Regions from separate parts of the Ovis aries genome. Here region 2 is linked to region 1. Evidence: chromatin contacts called from public Hi-C data. All regions are on one chromosome and are shown on one strand. Each heading gives the region's core, a stretch centred on a gene start, on an enhancer-like site or on the middle of the called end of the contact. The rest is flanking DNA. Distances are from core to core; before and after follow the strand shown. Region 1 holds the start of DAPK2 (death associated protein kinase 2). Region 2 overlaps DAPK2 (death associated protein kinase 2).

Evidence for each region. Hi-C and Micro-C count contacts between places; a contact is called where the count stands out from the background.
Region 2: a Hi-C map of hypothalamus shows a contact between it and region 1, with 2.6 times the contacts expected there. The contact joins the enhancer-like site here to the promoter of DAPK2 in region 1. A contact is called at or near these places in 7 of 16 Hi-C or Micro-C datasets (blood, hypothalamus, liver and 3 more).

The regions. Positions count from the first base shown.
Region 1 is chr7:44,164,552-44,171,348 of ARS-UI_Ramb_v3.0, reverse strand. DAPK2 (death associated protein kinase 2) reads right to left here and starts at 2,415. Exons shown (of 12, transcript XM_027971760.3): 1 at 2,322-2,415. LOC121819969 (a long non-coding RNA gene) reads left to right here and starts at 1,875. Exons shown (of 5, transcript XR_009601202.1): 1 at 1,875-1,945; 2 at 3,422-3,519.
Region 2 is chr7:44,261,570-44,269,060 of ARS-UI_Ramb_v3.0, reverse strand. The region is part of intron 4 of DAPK2 (death associated protein kinase 2); the gene reads right to left. Among named protein-coding and RNA genes, the nearest start is that of DAPK2, 96 kb to the right of the region's middle. Within about 2 kb of position 1,325, at least 9 of the 54 cell types and tissues checked have an H3K27ac peak or open chromatin away from gene starts, as enhancers often do. A contact at or near this core is called in hypothalamus and liver, where this site is marked.

The DNA of each region.
Region 1 (6,797 bases), core at 1,166-3,665:
GGACCTCGAGGAACCTAGAGGACTTTTAGTCTCCACTCAGGAGCCACTTGCATCAGGAAGGAAAGTTAGAAAAGTTCCATTTTATCTACACTACGTGTTAGGGTTCTGTGTAAGAGTTCAGGGGTGGGAGGAGTTTGAAACCCACTGCTCTCTGGTCAAGCCCACTTGTTTTGCAAGAGGAGGAAACTGAGGTCCAGACAGGAGAAGGGACTTGCTAAAAGTCACACCGCCCACGCCAGCTGCTCCTCCCCTGGCTTTCGTCAATAGCACCTCAATCCTCCAACAGCGGCTGCAGGGTTGGGAGGCCAGCGGCCCCCTGAGGAACAACCTAGGAGAGGGCCTCCAAGGCTGAAGGATTATCTCATGAGGAAATCTCAACCTCACTAAGTCCCTCCCTCACGGGACCCAGCCCACCCTGCTGAACTCTCAGAGATCCTCACTCAGCACGAGTAAAATGGGACCACGATTGTCCCCTTACACCCCCTCCCATGAAGAATCATCACAATCAGCCTCTGAGGAAGCTGTCCACAGAGGGGAGGGCCGTCCGGCATTACAGCGCACCTCCACGCTTTGGAGGCTGTGACACACCCCAATCTGCTGTGACACACCCCAATCTCTGATGAGGAAGCTTGGACTCAGAGAAGCTCAGCCGCCTGCCTGAGTGGACACAAGGAAACTATCTTCCTGGTGAAGGTCCAGCTCTGCTGGGCAGCCTGCTTGCTCATTCCCACATCTAACAACTTGAGGGGGAGAGTGTCAGGGTCAGTTCAGGTCTCCATCCTGCCAGTGGGAAACTTGTCCCACACCCACTCACATCCACACACCCCTGCACACATTTGAGAGTCCCTTGGACTGCAAGGAGATCCAACCAGTCCATCCTAAAGGAGATCAGTCCTGAATATTCACTGGAAGGACTGATGCTGAAGCTAAAACTCCAATACTTTGGCCACCTGATGTGGAGAACTGACTCTTTGGAAAAGACCCTGATGCTGGGAAAGACTGAAGGCAGGAGGAGAAGGGGACGAGAGAGGATGAAATGGTTGGATGGCATCACCGACTAGATGGACATGAGTTTGAGCAAGCTTCGGGAGTTGGTGATGGACAGGGAGGCCTGGCGTCCATGGGGTCGCAAAGAGGCAGACACGACTGAGCAACTGAACTGGACAGGGAGTGGGTCGGGGTTAGTTCAGGTCTCCTTCCTACCAGTGGAAACCTTGTCCCACACCCACTCATATCCACACACCCCTGTGCCCCTGCCCAAGCCTCTCTCAAGGCTGCTGAATGGAACCACTTAGAAGCTAAAAACACATCTTGGGAGATGGTTGGTTTGGGGAAGAACAAGACTCTGGAAGCAACAGTGAAGAGGCCAACGTGCCAGCATCCCTCGGTCACCAGGACTCTCCCATGGAATGCCATATACAAAGCAGTTGAGAAACACAATGTCAGAAAACAGCAGCAACCTCCAGCTGCCCCCCTGCCACCCCCACTGGATTCTCAAATACCAGGGCATGTGCTCTCTTCACCTGCCCCTAGGACCTTCCCACCTGCCAGTGAGGCAGCAGTTAGGCATCCTCTCTTCCAGCCCGCCCTCCTAACCTACCACCACCTGTATGGCCTCCGTGCTCACTGCTCTGGGATACCTCTCCTCCCCAAAGAGAAGACTAACCTCCACCTTGCAGAGTTACAGTGAGGATCAGCCAGATCCACACATGCCATGAGCCATCCACAATGCCTAGCCCAGAGTCAGGTCAACTGTTGACAACAGCCCAGGGTCAAAACCCCAGCCTGCTGCAGATCTACTGGCTGGCCCCCTGCCCACCCTAACCATGCCCCATCCCAGACTCCAGAAGTCGGGGACCACAGCTTTCTCTGCCACTGAGAAAGCTGACTGGCTAGGCTGGAGCAGCCTCCTCGCACCAGCTCCTCGCACCAGGAGCAGAAGGAGGTAAGTGAAGTGCAGGATGCTGAGAAGCCCAGATCCCCTCTCCTCCCAGAAATTTGGGGTGTTCTCCCCCGTCAAGGAGTCCTAACTTGATGGAAGTCTCTCTCCCATCTCCCCCCTAGGCTCCCGGTCTGCTCGCCGCTCCCACGCGATCCTTCTGGTCAAAAGGCCAGACTTTGAAGCCGGCCCTAGGGGCCCAGCAGTCAGGTCCCGGAGGTCGAGGACCGGCCAGAGCGCCCAAGGCCAAGACTGGCCATACCCGGGGGGTCGGCGACAGGGAACTGGCGGCTAACGCCCGGGAGCAATTTGTCCCCTCCAACCCAGCCCCGGGCCGGGCACCCCGTCCTGCCGGTCGAGCCCGCAGACGGGCGCTACTCACGGAGGGAGGCTGCGCGGCGGCGGGCGTGGGGGCGCGGTGGGCACCGGGGGCCCGGCGGGGCGCGCCGCTCTCGGATCTGCTCTCCTCCCTGCGCGCCCGCCCGCCCGCAGAGCCGCCGAGGAGGCGGAGCGGCGGGTCCCGTCCCAGGCGCCGGCTGGAGGCGCGCCCGGAGGACCGAGACCCGGCTCGGAGCGCCCCCTGCCGGGAGTCCCCTCGGGACACCCTGGAGTGAGGGCGGCAAGCCTCCCCGCCGGGTCGGATCCGCACCTCCAAAAGCCGAGGTTCCCAGGAGAGGGGGGCTAAAGCCAGTAGCAAGACCTGGCGTTTTCACGGACTCCGCCGCTTACTTGTGGCTTTGAACAAGTCAGCTAACCTCTTCAGGCCTAACCTGGAGATTGGTGTACATGAGCTGACACAGTCGATATAGCCTGGCAAGATTACTCAGAAAGTGGTATTTCCTTGTCCCCCGCTTCCACGCACGCACCGTAAGAGAAATCCCACCAAGGAGCAGGCCTCTTCCTTCCTCCCAGCCAGAGTGGAAACCTTACCATCCACGGTCCACAGGGGGGTGGGGGCCGTGATGGAGGTGGAGGAACACTTCCCTCCTCACCTCCCCATCTGCTCACCCCGACCCGCGTTTGGGAGCAGCCTGGCCTCAGTGCCCCCAGCCCTGCCTGGCATGTTGGTGAGTGCAGCCCCCATCACCCTCCCGCCTTCCCGAGTGAAAAACTGGGGAATGGAGTGTTCCTCTCTTCCTCCTGCCAAAAATCCCGGGAGGAAAAAGGAATGAGAGTGGAGGGGGTGATGGAAAGAAATGGAAACAGAATATAAATCAAGTTCAGTGGTCTTATTTCAAGACAAGAGGCTGTTTAAAGAAATGAAGGCCCCTTCCCAGAACCTCCCTCCTAGGCCATCCAGGCGGCTCCTTAAGATAGTCCCAGACGACAAAGCTACAGATTCAGTCTTTTATTTGGTTCAAAGCTCTGCCATTCCCAGTCTTGGTCATGGCACTTGAACTTATTCTTTTTTTTTTTAATTAATGTTTTTTTTTCTTTTTTCTTTCTTTCTTTCTTTCTTTTTTTTTTTTTTTGGCCATGCAGGTTCACCCACCAGGGATGGAACCCCCACCCTCTGCAGTGGAAGTGGGAAGTCTTAACCACTGGAGTTCCAGGGAAGTCCCTTGTTCTTCATAAGTAAAGTAGGCAAACACTCCTTATAGCATCTAACAGAACTTATGTGGGGCTGAAATGAGACAGAGTGTATAAGATGCACCTAGAGGATCTCTCTGGGGCTCAGCAGTAAAGAACCCGCCTACCAATGCAGGAGACTTAGGAGCTTCAGGTTGGATCCCTGGGTTGGGAAGATCCCCTGGAGGAGGAAATGGCAACCCACACCAGTATTCTTACCTGGGAAATCCCATGGACAGAGGATCCTGGCAAGCTACAGTCCATGGGGTTGAAAAGAGTCTGACACTATTTAATGACTGAGCACACACACACACACACACACACACACACACACACAGAGGACCTCTACTCACATGAGCAGCTCCCGTCCCCAGTTTAGCCTTCCTAGATACTGAGGTGCAGAGATGTACAGATGAACCAACCCTCCCCCACCCCCCAACTGACTGGTACCTCAGAGTCTGTGACAGCCTCTAGAAAGATGCCCAGGCTTCCTTGTCCATAAACTTGACAACATTCCAGGAAAGCACAGGCTTTGAGCCAACTCTCCCGAGAGCACCAGGCTACCTTGAGTGGAGTATTATCCAAGACCAGAGGTGGCTCTCCAAGTCAATGGGCTCAGGAGGATACCCACTGGTAAAGTTTCTCCAGCATAAGGTGAAACCTTCATCCTCAGACCACCCTTCAGACACCTCCTCCCCCATTTCCTGTTATCTATTGCTGTGTAACAAACCACCCCAGCCTTGTGGCATGAAGCAATTTTGTTCAACTCATGTTTTGAGGGCTGGAAACACTGACAATGCACAGCATATTTGGCTTATCTCTGCTCTAGGATGTCCGGTGCTTCAGCTAAGGAGACGAGTGGGTGGGAGTGACTTGAATGGCTGGAGGCTGGAATCATCTGGAAGAGTCTTCATTCACATGGCCAGACCCTGCACTACGATGAATCCAAGGCCAGGCTCAGCTGTGTTGCCCAAGCACCTACATGTCACCTTGCCATCCCTTCCCGCTCTGAGTCTCATGCTTAATATCTATTTTGCAGCAACAATGTCCTTGTCCAAGGCAAAGTGAACATTCTTGGATTAACACGTAGCAAACTAGTCAAAAAATGCTGCAGTGGTAAGGGTCACTATCAATCATTCCATCCAGCCTAGTCATTTTTCAAATGAGGAAACTGAGGCTCAGAGAAGAGAAGTGACTTGCCCAAGGTCACGCAGCTGGTAAGAGACAGAACTAGGACTAGACCCAGGCCCCCTCCTGATTCTCAGTTTGGTGCTCTTTCCTCTCTGCCTGCCAAATGCATTGCCTAGGGAGGTGCCACCTGGAAATGCATTTTGTGCTTGGGGTGGTGTGACTTCATCAGACACTGAGGGCAGCGACTGAGCACTGAACATGGGACCAAGGCCACAGTGGCAGAGAAGGGGAGAGCCTGAGGGTGGCGGCAGCAAGGATACCTACTCCAGAATGAAGTCGGAGGAGGTCCAGGTATAAACAGCTAAGAATTATGTGTGCAGCCTCAGTTCCTGCATGGATCCAGATGCCTCCCCTGGCATTTCAGGTTCTGACCTGCATTTCCCCACTGCGTACACACGTCCTCTTCCCTCTTGTGTGTGCACATCAGCTCTCTTGCCAGCTTGGCTTATTGACTACTCCTGCCTCCATGTTTTTGTTTAAGCCCTTCCACCATCACCCCTTCATTCCATCCTACAAAATCCTATCCATTCTTCAAGGGCCCTCTCAGGTATTACATCTTTCATGGAAACTTCCCTGATCTCCCCTCTGGATGGCTCCTCCCCTGAACCCTACCACTCTTGGTTTCTACCCACTTGACATTCCCTTTCCTCTATTTTAGTTGTGATGAGTGTCCACTTCTCTTCCCCTTAAGGGTAAGGACAACGCCTTGTTCATCTTTGTACCCATACTTTTCCTGATATCCCCAACCCAGCGAAGTCTGTTAAATTGAATTACTAGAATGTGAGTGCCACAAGGTAAGGGACCATAACTGTCTCATTGCCTATTGTCTCCCAAGGGTACCCAAGTGCCTAGCACTTACTGTCAGATGGAGAGATGTACAATTAATGTTAATAACTGGCACATTACATTAAAGGAGTTCTCAGCCCTGAATGCACATCAGAATTACCCCAGGAAAGTTTTAAAATCCTAACACTCAGGCTGCACCCCACACCACTTACAGCAGAACCTCTGGGAGTGGGAGCTGGGCTTCAGCAGTGGTTAAAACTCCCCAGGTGGTTCCACTGTACAGGCTGAGCATGACTTTGTTCATGTCCCAGAGACCCAGGGAAAAGAAAGCACCCTCCATCAGTCCTTCAAACCACAGCCACACCTGAGCACTTGTGTTGTGCAAAACCCTCCACGAGCCTGTGAGACTGGTGAGTCCCGGGAGCCTGAAGCTTCCACAGGATGAGAAAACAAGCCCACAGGACAGATGTAATCATGGGGGGTGGTAAAGGGCAACAAAAGTAGTGATACCCTAAAGGACCTAAAACATACTTTGGTGCCTTGAACGTTTACAGACAGGCAAATTCCCAGGCAGCTCAGTGGTAAAGAATCTGCCTGCCAATGCAGGAGTTGCAAGAGACACAGGTTTGACCCCTGGGTTGGGAAGACTGACAGACTACAGTCCCTGGGGTCACAAAAGAATTGGACATGACTTAGTAGCTAACCAACAAGTTTACAGAGCCTACCAACCTGCTGATGAGGAGGCAGGCCCAGGATTTAGATGCTGCGTGTGTGGGCTGGGGTAGCCAGCACTGGGGTTGGCATAGAGAATGTGGTGTGAGGGCTAAATGCAGGGACCCCATTTCCAGATGCCTACTCTGGATCCCAACACGCAACCTACTGTGTGATCCTGGACAGTTTTCTTTTTACTTTTTTGGCCATGTCACGCATCATGCAGTATTTTAGTCCCCCAACCAGGGATGGAACCCATGGCCCCTGCAGCGGAAGCAGAGTTTTAACCACTGGATGGCCAGGGAACCACCCCAGGCAACCTTCTCAATCTCTCTGTGCCTCATTATTCCCATGCGTTGTTGTGACCAACCCATCAGTTATAGCTATCTGTGCACTTAGATCAGTGTCTGGCGCTTAAGTGCTCAGTGAGTATTGCTATATTTTAGTGTCCCTTAAATATCTGGTGTGAGCTTCCTTAGAGGAGGAAATGGATCTTAATCATCTTTACAACCCACCCACTCCCAGCCTGGCTCTAAGCAAGTGTCCAGTGAAGATTGGACTGCAGGCAACTGACAGTGGGTCCAGGGCTGACTGCTTTCTT
Region 2 (7,491 bases), core at 76-2,575, 99 kb before region 1:
GCCAGTGTGCCGATCTGGCCCTCTGGTGGCTTCTCAGGGACCCCAAGTGTCCTGGCACCTGGGAAGTGAGTTAAGCACTCCCCACAGCCCACCATCTCCTGAACTGGGGGGTTCTCCTCCTCTCATTCCAAAGTACTCCTGAGCCACCTTTTGGGAACATCGCTCTTCCAGGGAACAGCCCTGAGGCTTCTTCCTGGAGCTGAGGGGCCCAGCCCAGGTACTCCTGACCACCACGGTGTGCTTAAAGCCCAGCACCACCACAAAACACGCTGAAAGGAGCTGAGAGCTGCCGTGGACACAGCAGACACAGAGCCCTGCTGGTCCCAAGACTGGGGAGCAGTAGGGATGGGCACCGGGACCCACAGGAAGGAAGGAGCAACAATCAGAGGTGAAATTCTCCCAGGCAGCACCCTGAGCGGTGAAAAGAATCTTTGCCTCACATCCTCTCCCCTCTGTGGCCCACATTCAGGGGAAAACAGCCTCTCTGCTGGCTTGTGAGAACCTTCAGGCAAGGCCATGTTTTCTTACCCAAGCCCTATCTGTCCCCTGTCCTGTCTCAAGAACCTCACACACAGCTCCCCTGCTTGGGATACTCCCTGCATAGTCCCGACCCCAAATCTGACTAATTCCTACTCACATTTCAGTAAAAATAGTACCTCCTCCAGAAAGCCTCCCCTCACCACCTCCCCAGTTTCCATCCAGCCTGCACTTCCTCTACTTTAGTGGTTCTCCCACTGCCTCAAGCTTGTCCGTTTACTGACCGGTCTTCTCCACTGCGCTCAGAGCTTCCTGAGAGTCTCAGTCCTACCAACTACCCAAAGCTTGCCCTAGAGCCTGGACCCACCAGGTGCTCAGTGAATGTTCTCCGAGTGAAGACAGGGCCGTTTGGTACCCTCAGGGTGTGCATTACCAGGTCCAGAACACCATCTCTACCCCATCCTTTACTCTGGGCTCTTCCTTTCGTGCGAATGCCTTTCCTACCCTCCATCACACCTTCAGAGCCAGGCCCCCATCTCTGCCTCCTTTTATTTCCTTACTTTGCAGTCACGCACACCCTGACCTTGTGCTCTAAGCCCTCAGAGCTGATCATGCTTACGAGCGAGTAGCCCTAGCTGCAGACTCTTTTGTATTGTGATGCACCTTTCCTGGGTGGTAGCCCCTCTGGGAAAATTCAAGTCGGTTTTAAGGTTCCTGGCACCCCCTCTGATGTCTTGCATTGTGGATGTTTCATAAAATTCTGCTTATGGGAAGTGAAGGAACTGGGACCCTGTAGCTCTTCCCTTTCTTCACCATGGAGGCTCTTCACCACTAGGGGTGCCCGAGAGCACACCTCCCCTCAGGACAGCTACAGGGCTGAGTCAGGAGGGAAAAGAGACCGACTCAAGAAGGGTCCCAGGGCGAGTCAGAGGGCAGCAAAAAGGCACTATGGTCTAAGCTTCTTCAAGTCTACCCTCCCCAAACTGTGTAGGATAGTGGGAAAGAGCCTAGGCTTAGGTATTGGGAAATTCCAGCTCAGCTCCACCACCAAAGGCTGTGTGAGCATAAGCACGCTTTTCCTCTCTGGATGATACCTGAAGCTCCTTCGGGCTCTAGGCTCTGTGACTGCACGGTGACACAACCTTCCACGCTGGCTGAGCCAATTCCCACTCCTCTGGACCCCAAGACAGGACCTGCAAAGGTTCAGGTCTCCTGGCCCCAGGTCAGGAAGGAAGAGCAGACAGCCCAGCCAGACTGCCCTCTGGGGCAGTACAAAGCTATCTCTACTCCCTCACTCCTGTCATTCTCCAGCTTTATTTACTTCAACCAAACACCTCACCCACACACCTGACGTAACTTCCAAAGCATGTCTGGAGGAAAGGATCACATTCCCATAGGTGCTGCCACTGCCAAGCCCAGGGCCCATGGAGCAGCCACCGGGAGGTGAAATCTTCCCCCTCCATTAAAACAAACCCACCAGCTCAGCCCACCAGACGAGCAGCTGCCAGCCAATGTGCCCTTTAGCAACCCAGTGGATCTGGCCAGAGGTGCCTGGTCTGGTGCCAACTGGAAGCTTATCCTCCAGGGGGACCCATGTCAGGGGATCCCTACCAGCCTGGTACAGCATGTCTAAGAGTCCCTGAGGGATGAAGGCAGCCTCGGGGAGGTAGAGGGGGCTATGCAGTAAGATGCCAAAGACCAGAGCTTAGAGTCAGGCAGGTCCGGGGTCAAATTCTACTCACAGTGAAACCTGGGCAAAGTCTCTGGATCTCTTGGAGCCTTGGTTTCTCATCTGTAAAATGGGAACACCTACTGTGACACAGTGTTGCTCTGAGGATTCAGAGAGACGGTCCACGCAAGGAGCGGTGCCCAGTGAGATTTTAGAGCAGGACTATGTTCTTTCTCTCTTGGGCTGTAGCAGTGACAACAGTCATCCCTGGGGACTTTACTGAATCTGCTGAATCTGAAAAACATGCCCATCGCAGACCTTCCCCCTCTCCCACTCATCTTCTGCTTCCCTCCCCACATCCTATTTCACCCCCACACTTACAATGCTGGGGCCCTAAGGGACCTCAGACACCATTTAGTCCCTGCCTGCTGCAGAGCTACCCAGAGAGGTCAAGAAACTGCCAGGACACCGAGCAAAGAACAGAGCCCAAGTCAGCTGACCCCCAGGCTGCTGCCCTCTTCAGGTGCCCACATGGTCTGCCCATCATCAGGCGAGGTGCTCAGCTCAGCAGAGCAGGAGCCAAGCCAGGTCTGGTTGGGAGACGAGGAAGCTGCCAAGGAACCTTCATCAGAAATGTCAAGCACGGTCCCAGGTTACCCAGGAAGTGCTGGGCAACCTGAGAAAGCAAGGCCGTTTGCTGCTAGGCCTCTGTGAGCAGGTTTCCATGGCACTGCAGCAAATTCTCTGCCCCGACACCTGCCCCACTCCTGGCACACTGTCGATGAGACCACAGATAGCCCCTCCCCACCAGGCTCCAACGCACCCTAGGCCCAAGTCTGTCTTCATCTGGCATTCAAGGCCCTCCCACCTCTGGCCAGCATACCCTCTGCTACATCCTGGCTGACTTTCATCACCCCCACCTCAACCTGCAGTTCACTCGGCGAGAATGCCTTTCTGACAAGCTTCTTCTCGCCTGCTCACCACCCAGCTCCAACATTTCCCTGCTGGAACCTCTCCTGTGATAACCCCCACCCCCAACCCCCGTCAATATACACAGCTAGTTGATCCCCCCAAGGGCCTGCATGGTATGTGGACATGCCTCTAGCAGAGAACCAACTACACTACAATTGCCCCTTCCATTTCCTCTCCCCAGTATCCTGAGGCCCCACAGGGAGGACGGGGGCTTTGTCTCTCTTTTCCATCACTCCACTCCACCTGCCATGGAGTAGGTGCTCAGGAATAGCTGATGGGATGCAGGGATGAATGAACCAATGCAGTCACATGCACGTCTCTTGCACAACCTGCTTTTAGGGAATCAACATAGATAGAGACCCTGGGTTTGAATGCCAGTTTTGGTATTTACCAGCAGTCTAACACCGGGCAAGTTACTTAAGCTCTATCAGCCTCAGACTTTTCACTTGTAAATTAGGAATAACCAAAAACCTACCTCAAGAGGGTTACTAACAGGATCAAACAGGGCATATAAAATGGCCTGTTGCTGTTGTTGTTCAGTCACTAAGTCATGTCTGACTCTTTATGACCCCATAGACTGCAGCACACTGGGCTTCCCTGTCCTTCACTATCTCCTGGAGTTTGCTCAAACTCATGTCCACTGAGTTGGTGATGCCATCCAACCATCTCATCCTCTTTTGCCCCCTTCTCCTCTTGCCTTCAACCTTTCCCAGCATCAGGGTCTTTTCCAAAGAGTCAGCTCTTTGCATCAGGTGGCTGAGGAATTGGAGCTTCAGCTCCAGCATTGGTCCTTCCAATGAATATTCAGGGTTGATTTCCTTTAGGATTGACTGGCTTGATCGCCTTGCTATACAAGGGACTCTCAAGAGTCTTCTCCAGCACCACAGTTGAAAAGCATCAATTCTTCAGTCCTCAGCCTTATTTATGGTCCAACTCTCACATCTGTACACGACTACTGGAAAAACTATAGCTTTGACTATACAGACCTTTGTCAGCAAAGTGATGTCTCTGCTTTTTAATACACTGTCTCGGTTTGTCATAGTCTTTCCGCCAAGGAGCAAGTGTCTTTTAATTTCATGGCTGCAGTCACTGTCCGCAGTGACTTTGGAGACCAAGAAAATGAAATCTGTCACTGTTTCAACTTTTTCTCCATCTATTTGCCATGAAGTGATGGGACCAGGTGCCATGATCTTAGTTTTTTGAATGTTGAGTTTTAAGCCACCTTTTTCACTCTCCTCTTTCACCTTCATCAAGAAGCTCTTTAGTTTCTCTTCTGCCATTAGGGTGGTATCATCTGCATATCTGAGGTTACTGATATTTCTCCCAGCATTCTTGATTCCAGCTTGTGCTTCATCCAGCCTGATATTTCTCATGATGTACTCTGCATATAAGTTAAATAAGCAGGGTGACAATATACAGCCTTGACGTACTCCTTTCCCGATTTAGAACCAGCCTGTTGTTCCATGTCGAGTTCTAACTGTTGCTTCTTGTCCTGCATACAGGCTTCTCAGGTGGCAGGTAAGGTGGTCTGGCATTTCCTTCTCTTTAAGAAATTTCCACAGTTTGTTGTGATCCACACAAAGGCTTTAGCACAGCCAATGAAGCACAAGTAGATATTTTTTTGGAATTCCCTTGCTTTATCTATGATCCAGCAGATGCTGGCAATTTGACCTCTGGTTCTCTGGTCTGTGCCATATGACAACTAGCATTTGCCATGAGTTGTCCCCATACATCACCTTATTAGATTCTCAAGGCCACCAAGCTATGGATGCCCAGTGCCTCCATCTAGCCAGTGAGGAACCTGGGTCTCAATTCAGGCATTCTGAGCCCCAAGCTGTGCTTTGGGGGCCCCATCTGAGCTAGTTACCCACTGGAATCTACTGGAGACTGTGTTAAAAAGACCAAATCAATTAAATCAGCTCACTGGGAGTGAGGCTCCAGAATTGGTTTTCTAAAGCGAGTTCTGCAAGGGAGTCAAAAACAGAGTGCCCCGTGTTTGGAGAACCAACACTTGAGAAGGCCCTGTCTGAGACAGAATTGGGTTTGAACTCCACTTCTGCCCCAGGTTAGCTGTGTGACCTTAGCAATAGACTCATCTCTCTGATCTTGGGCCCCTTATCTGCAAAACAGGAATATTGACATGGTAATGGGTTCTCAGGAGGCACAAGAAAGCCCTAAGAGCCCTTGAGCAACCTCCCTTTCCTATACAATGGCCATGACCATGGACCCTTCCTCATAGGGTCTGTCATGTGGATTAAAGGAGTAGACACAAGCAGAGCACTCAGAGGTGAGCCTGCGTCTTTACTACAGCCCTTAATAAATGTTGGCTGCCACTATTACTGTTACACCACTGCTGTTACCACAACAATCAGCCTGCATCTAGCACTGTCCTATTTACAAAATGCTTTTACCTCCAGGACCTCAGAAAGCTTGGGGTGGGCTAAAGCTGGTGCCTACTGGCTTATGAGAGACTGCTGTTAAATTTGCAGGAATTTTATGAATCAGGTATTAAACTGAACCATGTAAGAATATTATAATATTAAAAATTAAATTATGGAAATATGTTATATTTAAAACACTTAAAACTTATTGCTTCTAATTTCTACTATGTTTTATTATCTTTTATGTTTTTGAAGTTATTTAATGCCTTTTATCTCTGAGTATAAATCATGGCATGTTACTACATCATGATATGTTACTGCACCCCTCTCCCCAGCTCTAGTCAGTGTCAGCAATATTGGTACCTTGAAATTGGCCACAGCGGGTGTATTTACACCACAGAAATTGGCAGATACTACAAATCAGGACTTGAATTCTTGACTCTAGACTTAGGAAGTGCTAAAGATCACTAAATAACAGAGATTAAATTTATTGTGCTGCGTCTATAGCTATTATTTTGTGCTCTCAGAGAAAACTGAGGAAATATTTTTCAATATTCAGAAATTATTATCCAATTCAGCAAAGAAGCCACTCACATCACTGAAGTTATGAAGTTCCAATGCACAAGCAATATTCATTGCTTCATTTTCACTTTGCCTATTAACATAAACAAAAATACCAACCAACAATCCTGTTGAAAACTACACTCATCTGTCTACTGCATCCATAGGTTGGCTACAGATACAACTAATGAAAAGTGTTCTATGAGAATCAATTTATTTTGTGAAATTAATAAAATAAAATGTTATATATTTTATACTTGTAAATTATATTAGAAACCTTTATATCAGTAGAATTTATAGTAATCTAGTATACTAGATTACTATAAATCTAGTTTACTGGAGTCCAGCTATTACTGGAAAACCACTGCACAGAATCTGAATAGACTAAATTACTGTTTTGTGTTTCCCAGGTGACGAAACTGAGGATCAGAGAGGTTAAGTAACTGACTCAAGGCCACATGACTAATAAGTGGTGCTGCTAGGTTTTCACTCAGGTATTTTAGTGACAAGATACCTGCTGTCTGCACCACCCTTCACCACTTCCAGCATCAGATTCTTTCACTCCTAGGGAGATCAGCTCAGAGGAGGGCTGATGGTAGAGATGTGAATGGAACCTAAAAGGTACTATTTGAACACATGATACCTCAGTGCAGGTCAGGCCTGGGCAGGGGTCCAGAGTGGAGGGCTATGGGCAGCTGGCAGCAGCAGGGGTCTCGAGCACCTAACTGGCAAAGGTAATAAGGACAAAAGAGGAGGAAGGCACTGCATTTTTCTCTTAGTGTCCTCATCTGTAAAGCAGGGATCATGGTATTTACTCCAAGTCAGATCAGCTTCACACCCAGTGTCCTGCCCGCCCTGGGAATCTGCCCAGCCTACTGGATGGAACACACCACCTTATTCATTCCCCTTTTGGGTGTCTCTAGGCCCCTCTCCTTTTATGAATCCCTTTGGAGGAAAGAGAGGAATAGGGAGAAATGTGGTCTCATACAGAGGCTAGTTAAAATTCACAGCCAGCACTTGTAACGAGTCTTGGAGTTTACAGGACCCTTTCAGAAATACTGACCTTTCCCTGGCCCCTCACTGCTCTCCGGGGTGAGGAAGTGAGGGGCAATATTATCTCCACTTTCAAGGCCAGGAAAGGTCAGTCCATGACCTGCCCAATATCCCCTAGCAGAGCTGAGACTCAGATGCAGGCTCTACCCACAATCCCCTTCTCTTTCTGCTTCCCATGTGGCCTCTTGCTGTATCTTATAAGAAGCAGTTGGTTGGTTTAATGCTCCCCATTTACCACCAAATTTCAACTCTTTCAATAATGGCTCTCCATAGTTGAATTTTTGCCACGTTTTGTTTCCTTCCCCAGTCATTTAGGAGCTCATGTCCTCACTTCACTTCTCAGATCACTCTAGGATGGCCTCATAGCCGCTGATGAAG